Linked DNA regions of Ovis aries: region 2 is linked to region 1. The links are chromatin contacts, called in public Hi-C maps. All regions are on one chromosome and are shown on one strand. Each heading gives the region's core, a stretch centred on a gene start, on an enhancer-like site or on the middle of the called end of the contact. The rest is flanking DNA. Distances are from core to core; before and after follow the strand shown. Region 1 holds the start of LEKR1 (leucine, glutamate and lysine rich 1). Region 2 holds the start of SSR3 (signal sequence receptor subunit 3).

Region 1 (6,343 bases), core at 1,594-4,093:
TTTTCACATGTGGTTATTAGGCCAACAGAACAGGAAGGACCTAGAGAGACTACTGAATTAAAAATAACATTTTCTTTCTTTGGAACTTTATAATTGTAACTCTGTAGTGGCTTACAACGAGTTATTTGTTTTGCAAATACAGATTAAGGATCACAAAATTTTAAACAGATCCATTTATTTCATTTAAAAGAAAAGTTTTTCCCCTGAAAAACTGCTGGAAAAAATATCTATAGAATAGTTTATCAGACAAAAGAAAGCAACTGTGACATTAACGCTGGTTTAAATGACGTACAGGAAAAAATATTTAGAGTTATCAAGTTAAATATGATAGGCAAGCACTGAACAGAAAAGTCACTAAAGCATAAGAAGCGCCAATTTTACCAAAAGTGGACATTTATATAATTTTTACGCAGATGTTTAACTTCTAATAATTTTCATTTTATAATAAAACAATTCAATATAAAACTCTATCACTACTTTCATAAAATCACACAAGATTAATGAAGGGGCACTTTGAGTTCTTTTTCTTATTGTTTCCCAAATAAGGAGAAAGAATAGACAGTCCAGTTTCAGGAGTGAGAGATGTTCATTCATATGTATGGGTATATACAGATACATATATATATACACACATATATATGGGAAGTGAAGGGGGACAGTAGACTAAGATAATATAGGCACAATTCCACAGCAGGAAAGGCCTGAGGGTCAGGAGCTGTAGATAAGGAAGGATCTAGAAGTTCCAGGAAAAAAATGTCTTATCTTCCTCATGGGAATGGGGAATTAGCAAAGGCTTCCTGAGGAGATTTACATTTGATCTGGACAAGATTTTGACAAACAGACTAAAGAGGCATAGTACTCTATTAGAAAAAGTAACCCCAGCCACATAGCAAGATGTCAAGAAAATTGTAATTGACAAAAGTTCCTGTGAGGCAGTATTTTTTTTTAATTGTGTAAGTATTGGTGGAACGGTGGATTTCCAATCCCCCTTGTTAGCAAAGTTCCATGTTTAATGAGCTGCTGTTTAAAATAAATAACTAATGGGCTGTCTTCCAATCTAAAGATAAAGGTAATACAATGTGTATGGACAGAGAGAGTAAAGTTAACTGACATAGTGAACATTGGCCCGCATGGCCAAGTACATAATAATCTGATGTTTGGCAGACTGTCACAGTGATGTGGCAAGAGCTCATTATTCACAGAAAGCTCATTATTCTCATTTCTGTCATTTTACAGTGAGCTCACCATCAGAAAAATAAGATGGCTTCATCTTAATGAAACTCTATTGTGAGCAGAATTTTTCCTAAAATTACCAACTAAATTTCCTTTTTAAAATTTCACACCTAAATGTATTTGAGAGCATGAATCTAGTGGCACAGTGGAACAGTATCGTTATTGTAAATCTACTCCAATTTTGTGGCCTTACTATACTGAGTGGGAAGAATTGGTAGGTCTGATTATTGAGGGAAATTTTTAAAATCCTGCCATCCAGAAAATTTCCCCACGATGCAGAAAGCAATTTTATTATCACATAAGCATTTAACTAAACTGTGATGCACACCTAATCTGCTAATAAGATTACAAAGACAGAAAGAAATCCCACTTTTTAATATAGCCAAGCACGTACACTCCATTACATACATGTTCTCAAGATAAAAGATAATTTGTCCTCAACAGAGCTTACTATACTCTATTTCATAGTTTGTTTTAAATTCACCTGGTAATTGAAGTAGCCACCTGTGCTAGCTAACAGCGTTTGTTCAAATGAATACATATCTCTAGACAAAGCACTTGGTTACTAGAAGCACTAAACTCCCAAAGTAATATGGAGATATGGGTCCTGTTTCCCTTGATGTTTACATTTTAAAGAAATGGCTCCCAGGTCCTCCAGAAAAACATTCTGGGTCTTCAAAAGATTTGCATACATACATGTTGAAGGAACAGAGGAAGCACACAGCCGTAAAAGGTTTCCCAAGAAAGGAATGGGACAGATCTCTTTCCCTTTAGCAAGAGGGGGAAAAAATTTTTTTTAACTTAATTTACTCTTTCATTATTTTGCTTTTTTTTTTTTTAAAAAATCAAAGAGGCCCTTTTATTCTCTCACATTACACACTTTGTAGACTCTTCTTCGACATGAGGTGCGGTGATAACCGGCGGTAGCCGCGTAGGTATTGGTGAACCTGCTCTGACAGGGTTACAAGGAAGATGTCAAAAATACAGACCCATCCCTAGTCGTTCACTTCCGATTCCCTTCATGACACCAGTGTCACGCTGGGCCATTAACTCACGTTCAGCTTTCAGGCCCTTCCCTAAAGAACTATTCCTTTAGTGTGAATCACCACAGATGAGGTCAAGGTCAGGTGAAGAGGGAGTTCACGTCCTGAGACTTTCTGAAGGGACAGGATTTTCCAAATAGAAACTAACTGCAAGTACAGCCAAAATCGGCTGCAAGGGTTTTGAAATCTGTCCCTTTATAACCCCGTTCCCACGGGACCCGCGGAGGCGGGAAGAAGAAAAGGTGCGGGGATGAGGCCTATCCTAGCCACGCAGAGAAGAGGGCACCCAGCTGGACGGGCTCGCGAAGACTCGACAAAGGCAGCAGCTGGGGTCAGAGGCAAGGCGCGGGGCCCACTCCCCGGGCGCGGCACCACGGCTCGGCTTTCCGGCTCTGCCCCCGGGGTGCCAGCACGCCTCTTCTTCGGAACTGCGCGCCGGGACCAGATCATTCCAGGGCTCAAGAAAGCCTTTCCTTGTCTCTCTCACCTATACTTCGATTCCGCCGGGGGCAAAAGGCTTTCCTGGTCTCCCAGGAGACCGTGCTGCACGTCGGCCTGACGTCAAGGCGCGATGACGTCACGACCCACGCCGCTCGCCAACGCGGAAACAGGACACCCCTGCGCCGCCCCGGGCCAAGTCCTGGGCGGAAGCTTGAAGTCTCCTGGCTGGGGTCAAAGAACGGGCTTAGGTTACGCTGGGTACTGTGAGTGGGAGGCAAGGGACGCTAAGGGCGAGGCAGAGGAGGGCGGGCTGGAGTCGTGGGGGCGGCTGCAGGGATGGAGGGAGACATTTCCAGCCCAGAGGCGGGTTGGAATGACGGTGGCAGAAGTGGAAGACAAAGTCCGTCTACCTCTCACCCCTCAATGGGGTCGCAAAGAGTCGGACATGACTGAACGACTGAACTGACTGTGACCCTTTATTATAATTTTTCTTCTGTCAATTTTTCTCAGAGGTCATTGACCCCTGAGATAAGAGAAGAAAAGAAAAATTCTTCCTAGTTTTTGGAGTCTATACAAAGTGATACCCTAGGACTTTCCACGTGGTTCACACAACTGTGTTGTCATGTTAACATTTCAGTTCAGTTCAGTCGCTAACTCGTGTCCAACTCTATGACACCGTGGATTGCACCACGCCAGACCTCCCTGTCCATCACCAACTCCCAGAGTTTACTCAGATTCATGTCGATTGAGTTGGTGATGCCATCCAACCGTCCTGCGGTTTGTGGGGTGGCAAAGAGTCGGACATGACTGAAGGACTGAACTGAACTAGGAGTTCAGTTTTTGTCATCTGTTCAGCAATAAATTGTATACTAAATTCTTTTTAGCCCTGAGAATATTATTGAACAAAATTTCCAATGAGACAAGTTAGGCCTTGAAGAAATAAACATCTACTTTCAAATATTCAAAGTCAAGCTCTACAATGAACCCTTTGATGACTGTAAACCTGTACTCTTGTGGCCTGTTCATTACTGATAAGAGCTTCACCCAAAAATGTACTGTGTGCCAAATATGTTAATAGTTATCATATGAATATATTGATTTTTAATTGAGATATAACTGAAATACATTAGTTCCAGGTATCCAACAAAATGATTCAATATTTGTTTATATTGTAAAATAAAGGCAATAAGTCTAGTTAACATCCATCACCACAGATAGATACAATTTTTTTTTCTTATGATGAGTGCTTTTAAGATATGCTCTCTTAGCTTCTTTCAGATAAACAGTACAGTATGTTACAGTGCTGAAACACTACATCCACAGGAATTATTTTCATGAATATATTTTAAAACACAAAAAGAATAAAGCTCTAACAGTACTCATTTAATACTTTTGTAATGAATTTGATGCTCAAAATTATTGTACTGACAGTTCTTTAACCTTAGCATCCAATATCTAGCCTATAACAAATATCAATAAAATCAGACTGAAAGTTGATAACTGCCTTATACACTCTAAAAACTTTTTAAAGAACTTGCTTTTTTAATGAAATTATTATTTCTGAGATTTCCATAGATTCTAATGAAGCATCTAATATTTGTTTTGATAAGTGATTGGCAGCAGTGATTTCATTCTGTCTTTACAGAGATGAAGTTCATGTTTCTGCACCTATAATTTCAGGTAACTATGGAATTTATAAGATTCAAGTTGGAGTAATTTTCCTCTTTTTTTTTTACATCTCTAGTAATAGGATATTTTAATGCCATTAAATCAGGAGTTGTGAATCATCTTAAAAGTATTTTCTTATGAACTACTGATAAAAAAATCAAACACTATCAAACAGGTGAAAAAGATGAATCATAGTAGCCCTGGTTTGCAAGGGTATAGAGAAACTAGCACTCTTTTTTAATGTGTGTTTTTGGCTGTGTTCAGTCTTTGTTGTAGCATGCAGGCTTTCTCTAGTTACAGAATGCAGGCTTGGCATGTGTCATCTTAGTTCCCCAAGCAGGGGTTAAACCCACACCTCCTGCATTGGAAGGCAGATTCTTAACCACTGGACCATCAGGGAAGTCCCACAATTAGCACTCTTAAACACTGCTTTAAGCATGAAAAATTATTACATTATGTTTTAAACACCTTAAAATGTTCAAAACTATTATAGTGGGCACCTGATTCTCCCTTCTTCCTCTTGTTCAGAAATCCAGACTTCATCATCCTCCCCTCTGCACCCTCTACCCCTAAGCACACATAGATCAGCCCAACTTCAGGAATGATTAGATCAATTCCACTGACCACTTTCCCTTTACCAGTGATTTAAATCAGGAATGGGCCTATGACCCAATTCTGACCAAACAGACTCCAAAGGAAGTCGGCTGTAAGCTTCTGAAAAATTCTTCCTTATTAGCACAAATACTTAAGGTTCATAACAATCTTGCTTCTAATGTTTAAAATCTGAGGTATCAAAATGAAATAAATTTATTTACCAAACAAGAAGAATGTGCAGCTGTTAAAAATGATAATGTAGTTTATTGGTGGTGAATGTCCCAACGGATTCTATTCCTTTTTCTATGAAAAAAGGCAAGTTACAAATAGAATTATAAATTTTTAAAATAACCTCAGATATGCAGATGATACCACCCTTATGGCAGAAAGTGAAGAGGAACTAAAGAGCCTCTTGATGAAAGTGAAAGAGGAGAGTGAAAAAGTTTGCTTAAATCTCAACATTCAGAAAACGAAGATCATCGCATCCGGTCCCATCACTTCATGGCAAATAGATGGGGAAACAGTGAAAACAGTGTCAGACTTTTTTTGGGGGGGGCTCCAAAATCACTGCAGATGGTGACTGCAGCCATGAAATTAAAAGATGCTCACTCCTTGGAAGAAAAATTATGACCAACCTAGATAGTATATTCAAAAGCAGAGACATTACTTTGCTGACTAAGGTCCATCTAGTCAAGGCTATGGTTTTTCCAGTGGTCATGTATGGATGTGAGAGTTGGACTGTGAAGAAGGCAGAGCGCCGAAGAATTGATGCTTTTGAACTGTGGTGCTGGAGAAGACTCTTGAGAGTCCCAAGGACTGCAAGGAGATCCAACCAGTCCATTCTAAAGGAGATCAGCCCTGGGATTTCTTTGGAAGGAATGATGCTAAAGCTGAAACTCCAGTACTTTGGCCACCTCATGCGAAGAGTTGACTCATTGGAAAAGACTCTGATGCTGGGAAGGATTGGGGGCAGGAGGAGAAGGGGACGACAGAGGAGGAGATGGCTGCATGGCATCACTGACTCGATGGACATGAGTCTGAGTGAACTTCAGGAGTTGGTGATGGACAGGGAGGCCTGGCGGGCTGCGATTCATGGGGTCGCAAAGAGTCGGATATGACTGAGCGACTGAACTGATTCCAAATAGCATTCTAAGTGTGTATATATATATAATCTTCCATATTACTATCAATGTATATTCTATTAGGATATTAAAGGTATCTCACAGAATCAGCAGTAGAGCTAAATAACCAAGCTTCAAGAAAACAAGAAACAGGACTGCTTTGAGAACTCTGGGAACTCTAAAAAGCCATAGAAAGTCTCAACCCTTTGAATCTACCACTTACTCAAAGTTGGTTCCTTTCTC
Region 2 (6,343 bases), core at 1,096-3,595, 300 kb after region 1:
GAAAGTGCCACATTCAATATGCCAGCAAATTTGGAAAACTCAACAGTGGCCACAGGACTGGAAAGGTCAGTTTTCATTCCAATCCCAAAGAAGGGCAATGCCAAAGAATGCTCAAACTACCGCACAATTGCACTCATCTCACATGCTAGCAAAATAATGTTTGAAATTCTCCAAGCCAGGCTTCAACTGTACATGAACCGTGAACTTCCAGATTTTCAAGCTGGATTTAGAAAAGGCAGAGGAATCAGAGATCAAATTGCCAACATCCATTGGATCATCAAAAAAGCCAGAGTTCCAGAAAAACATCTACTTCTGCATTATTGACTATGCCAAAGCCTTTGATTGTGTGGATCACAATAAACTGTGGAAAATTCTTAAAGAGATGGGTATCCCAGACCACCTGACCTCCTCCTGAGAAATCTGTATGCAGGTTAAGAAGCAACAGTTAGAACTGGACATGGAACAATAGACCATTTCCAAATTGGGAAAGGAGAACGTTAAGGGTGTATGTTGTCATCCTGCTTATTTAACTTATAGGCAGCGTACATCATGAGAAATGCTGGACTGGATGAAGCATGAGCTGGAATCAAGATTGCAGGGAGAAATATCAATAACCTCACATATGCAGATGACACCACCCTTATGGCAGATAGCGAAGATCTAAAGAGCCTCTAGATGAAAGTGAAAGAGGAGGGTGGAAAAGTCTGCTTAAAACTCAACATTCAAAAAACTAAGATCATGCCATCTGGTCCCATCACTTCATGGCAAATGGATGGGGAAACAATGGAAACAGTGGCTGATTTTATTTTTTTGTGCTCCAAAATCACGGCAGATAGTGACCACAGCCATGAAATTAAAAGACCCTTGCTCCTTGGAAGAAAAGCTAAGACCAACATAAACAGCATATTAAAAAGCAGAGACATTACATTTCCAACAAAGGTCCATCTAGTCAAAGCTTTGGTTTTTCCAGTAGTCATGTATGGATGTGAGACTTGGACTATAAAGAAAGCTGAGTGCTGAAGAATTGATGCTTTTGAACTGTGGTGTTGGAGAAGACTCTTGAGAGTCCCTTGGACAACAAGGAGATCCAACCATTCCATTCTGAAGGAAATCAGTCCTGAATATTCATTGGAAGGGCTGATGCTGAAGCTGAAACTCCAATACTTTGGCCGCCTGAATAGAAGAGCAGACTCATTGGAAAAGACCCTGATGCTGGGAAAGATTGAAGGCGGGAGGAGAAGCGGATAACAGAGGATGAGATGGTTGGATGGCATCACCGACTCAATGGACATGAGTTGAGTAAGCTCCAGGAGTTGGTGATGGACAGGGAAGCCTGGTGTACTGCAGTCCATGGGGTCACAAAGAGTCGGACATGATAAATGACGGAACTGAAGTGAACACAATCAAAGGCTTTAGTAGAGTCAACGAAGTAGTTGATGTTTTTCTGAAATTTTCTTGCTTTTTCTATGAGCCAACGGATGTTGGCAATTTGGTCTCTGGTTCCTCTGCCTTTTCTAAATCCCACTTGAAAAATCTGGGAGTTCTCCATTCAGGTACTGTTTAAATCTAGTTTGGAGAATTCTGAGCATTACTTTGCTGGCATGTGAAATAAGCGCAATGGTACAGTAGTTTGAACATTCTTTGGCATTGTCTTTTCTTTGGGATTGGAATGAAAACTGACCTTTTCCAATTATGTGGCCACAGCAGAGTTTTCCAAATTTCCTGGCATTTCCAGTGTGGCACTTTATTTAACAGCATCATCTTTTAGGCTTTGAAATAGCTCAGCTGGACTTCCATCACCTCCACTAGCTTTGTTGGTAGTGATGCTTCCAAAGGCCCACTTGACTTCACACTCCAGCATGTCTGGCTCTAGGTGAGTGATCACACCATCATGGTTATCTGGGTCATTAAGAGCTCTTTTGTATAGTTCTGTGTATTCTTGTTATCTCTTAATAGCTTCTGCTTCTGGGTACCCACAGAGCCAGTTAAACCATACGTTCCATGAATGAATGACCATAAGACGAAGAGCTTCATGTTTTGGGATTTCCAGGGCTTGGAAAGCATGAGTCTATCAGCATCTTTGAAATAGAATGTTAATAAAGTTTTGTTAATAGCGCCCACTAAACTACAAGTCCCGGCTTCCTCCTAGAAAGTGACGAATCACGTGGTCGGCTAGGAATCCGGAAGTCTGGCCCGCTTGTCTAATCACGCCGGAGAAACCTCCAAAGTGGCGCCAGACTGGCCAATCCTGCGGATGTTTGTTCCAAGCCCAGGCCGGGTCCCGCCTCCTCGCGCTGCGCTGACTGGTCGTTAGCGGATACGGTGGCTGTAGAGGCGGTGACCGCGGCTTTTTCCCCGCTTTGCGCCCGGTTCCGTGCCCGTCCCGCGGCTCCGATTCCACCATGGCTCCCAAAGGCGGGCCCAAGCAGCAGTCCGAGGAGGACCTGCTCCTGCAGGATTTCAGCCGCAACCTCTCGGCCAAGTCCTCGGCGCTTTTCTTCGGGAACGCCTTCATCGTGTCCGCCATCCCCATATGTGAGCGCTTGGAGCGAGACGGGCTGGGCTGGGCTGGGCTGGGCTGGGCGGGGACGTGGCAAGGCCGTGCAGAGGGCGAGGCGTGCGCCGGAGCCTGTGCTGTCCCCCAGCTCCCCCTGGACTCGGGGGCTGCACGCAGCCTCTGTGGGCCTCCGTGATCTGTCCGGGGTCGTGGTGGGTGGCATCCCAGGAAAGTCATTATAGCACGTTGGAAAAGTAGGCTAGCTCGTTCCCGGGCCTCAGGTCTGCGGATTGTGAGTTACTGGTTCTGGGATGGCGGCCTCAAATCTGTATTTCAACCAACACCCGGGTTAAGATCTTGTGATGCTAACAGGCATATCGCCTGTTCTCCCCCAGCCCCCTCGCCCGGTATAACTATCGTTTGCTGTAATGGGATCTTAAACTTTTTACTTGCTTTGGAGAAACTCATGAATTAGGTTAGAGACATAAACAATCGCACCGAATTGTAAATGTAGCTTTAGAACCGGTTCACACAGAACATTATTTTCCGAAAGAAGCTGAACCAGTGCCAAGGCCCCAAGCTCTACTGTGTTTAAACTTTTTAATAATTCTGTTAGAGCAATTCTAGAATTCTTACTTGAATGGAAAAACTTTACAACCTTGGCCAAGGTTGTTTTTAGAGTTTAGGGATTCCAAATGTCAATTTCCTCTCCCCTACATTTTTGCACTGTTGTTGGGCAAATCCAGATATATTTTCTCTCCTGACTTTATAAAACCTAGCGTGCAGTTAACATGGTTCACTGACCGCACTGTGCATTGCCTTGATTTCAGAGAACAGCCACGTCAGCGTGTGAACTCTGGTTTGGGACTACACGTGGAGTCTCGGAATGACTTGTAGTTAGTGTGATAGTACCCTGAAGAATGAAATTTGAAGTCTGAATCGTGATTTTGTTGAGCTAGAGTTCTCATTCTATAATCATCAGAAATCTCATCATGGACTAGTTATAGGAAGATTACGGTTTTCAAGTATTCTGAACTAGAAACACTTGAGACTTAACTTTTTCCTGGATATCGCACTTAGGAAGTTCTTCTTACACTGTATTGGATTCCCTAATCCGGGCTGTATTTTACCAGGTTTAGCTATAATCGTTAATAACTCAGCAGGTTTTTGTAACTGGGTGGTAATGTTTTGTTTCTTTTTGTATTCCCCACCCCCTTTTATCTTAATTCAGGGTTATATTGGCGAATATGGCATATGGATCTTATTCAGTCTGCTGTTCTGTACAGTGTGATGACCCTAGTAAGCACTTACTTGGTGGCCTTTGCTTACAAAAATGTGAAATTTGTTCTCAAGCACAAGTAAGTATATTTCTCAAGTGAAAGTAAATATTGTTGCATTTTTATATAGTAGGGTGACTTCTGAAAGACCATTTGTGTGTGTGTGTTTTGGTAAGCATTGAGATATAGTTTTATGTATATTTGGGGGGAGATATGTGTATGTATATTTGGATTCATTTGAGATAGATGTGTATGTATGTTTGGATTAATTGGAAATATATGTGTATGTATATTTGGGGTGTGTGTATATATGATTGCAAAATATATAATTATAAATAATGGTATGAAGGAATAGCGACTAACTGAAAAGCAGAGAGAGTCTGCTAACAGTGCTATGGAAGTGGGTGTTGAGGTTGGAATTAGAACACTTGAGTACTAGCCTTAATCATGGGGCTCAGAAAAGCAAACCCACCAAGTAAATTAACATTTTAAAAGTCAAATGGAATTCTGGAAAGAATTGTTCTGGACTCTCCATGTAGAATTTTTGGATGTGAAAGAAGTGGTCTTTTTTTCTTTTACTCAACCTTGACATTTTTAATGCTAATTAGGCTACCATATTTTCTCTGTTTCTTCCTTCATTTTGTCATGTCACTCTCCTAATAACTCTTCATGACATTCTCTTTTCTAAAAGTATTAAAACCAGATTCTTCCAGACCCTTGGAATGTGAATCCTCTGCCTCCTACCAATCAGGCCTCATCTTTTAGCATTGGGGCTTAGGGCTTCCGACTCAGCCTTTAAACATGACTCCTCTCCTCCCTCATTTAGAAACGTCTCCCTTTCTTTCCATTCTTACATGTCTGTTATTTTAAGCCTTAGGAATCATTTCCAGAGAAATCCTAACTGTCTTTATTGTTCCTGTGTCAAGCTTTCTGGTGATGAGGAGCAGAAACACCTTGAGGTGATTTCAGTTAACAGGGATTATTGTAAGCCTCCCCACTGTTGTCCTGGATCCTTAGGCGTCTAGGTTGTGCCTGACAGTTGCTGGAACAGCTAAATCCAGGTCATCTCTGTTGTCTTCCTGCTTGGCAGCCCCTCTTCACCAGCTGCCGTTTCAGAATTCAGCCCATCTCGGCCTATGCTTTCCTGGGCTGTCCTTCTCATGAGGCAGGGCCGTCTGTGGATAGTGAAGTCCTCAGAGTGGGTGTTTTGCATGACCCATCCTTTGTGATTCCCTTGGACCTTGGTCTCTTTGGGACCTAGTGTTTTTCACTTGTTCTACATATAATTTTTCACTCACCTTTTTGGAGTCAAAAATCATGCTCTTTCCCCTCAGTTTTACTTGCTGCTTCTTGAGGACAGCTTCCTTGTCCTTTGTTTATTCTCTTACACTAGTTAATGATACATTTTGTTTAGTTCAGTGAAATTTCAGTGATCTCTGCCTATAATGTGGAAGACTTGGGTTCAGTCCCTGGGCAGGGAGGATTCCCTGGAGAAGGGAATGCCTACCTACTCCAGTGTTCTTAAATGGAGAATTTCACGGACAGAGGAGCCTGGTGAGCTACAGCATGGGGTTGCAACGAATTGGACAAAACTGAACGACTAACATTTACTGACTTAATAGGATCTCTGAGTGGAATTATTTTTTAGTCATCATAGTTTGGGTCTAATATTAAATATTGCTACTGACATAAAAACTCCTACAGATTGGTAAGAGTGTTAAGGCTTCAAGAGCCAGCAAGATGCTGAGTGTGGGTAGGTGTTGGTGATAGAGGGAATGGCTAGAGTCTGTAGTCTGTATTCCAGTTCCCACTCTGCTTCTCTTAAGTGCAGACCCTTGGGCCTGCATTTTATCTTTTGAGACTTCAGATTTCTGGGCTGTAAAATGGGAGTACTAATGGTACCTCTTGGGATGGTCAGGATTAAATATGGTACATGCAACAAAATGTAGGCCATGGCGTTTGGCATGTAATAAATGTTTGTGTGCAGTGTTGGAGAGGTTGGAGGTGAGAGAGCCCATAGGAATTTCTTTTAACATGGTATGATTTTTAAGATGTTTATGAAGACTTTTTTTTTTTTTTTTTTTTAATCTCAGTTGGCTGGGTGCTGGGCCCCTGGATTTGCCTCTGTCTTGTTTCAGAGCATTAAGTGCTGAGGGAGATTTTGTTTGCTGAGAGCACTGAGATGGAGGGTAGGGCTGAGTTGTAATAAACCTACAGTGTAGTTGTTAATGTCTTTTTAGGCAAGTATAGAATTTTAGACATAGAAGAGAAATTAGTTATCTCGGTAAGTGTTTTCAGGACAGATGATTGACTGTTTGTCTGAGAGATGCCTAGAGCCAGCTCTTTTGAAAATAGTTCATTCTTACGTCCTAGCATCCTGACAGTTGAGGTGCGTGCGTGCGTGTGTGTGTGTGTGTTTTCCCCCCTCTACTCAGCTAAGAAAGGTTTTTGCTGTAAACCGTGTCCATTTCTTATCAGCTGGCCTTTCTTAGAAAAAAGCAGTCTTATGTGAAGTTCAAGAAACATTTAATGAGTTCCTTGGATTTGCTGGAGATTAAGAGATGAGAGT

Evidence for each region. A called contact is a pair of places that touch in the nucleus more often than the background predicts.
Region 2: a contact with region 1 is called in a Hi-C map of tail adipose tissue, with 2.6 times the contacts expected there. The contact joins the promoter of SSR3 here to the promoter of LEKR1 in region 1. A contact is called at or near these places in 3 of 16 Hi-C or Micro-C datasets (muscle, skin fibroblasts and tail adipose tissue).

What each region holds. Positions count from the first base shown.
Region 1 is chr1:231,517,617-231,523,959 of ARS-UI_Ramb_v3.0, forward strand. It overlaps LEKR1 (leucine, glutamate and lysine rich 1), which reads right to left and starts at 2,844. Exons shown (of 11, transcript XM_060394367.1): 1 at 2,764-2,844.
Region 2 is chr1:231,816,250-231,822,592 of ARS-UI_Ramb_v3.0, forward strand. SSR3 (signal sequence receptor subunit 3) reads left to right here and starts at 2,346. Exons shown (of 5, transcript XM_004003224.5): 1 at 2,346-2,535; 2 at 3,729-3,855. The coding sequence starts at 2,403.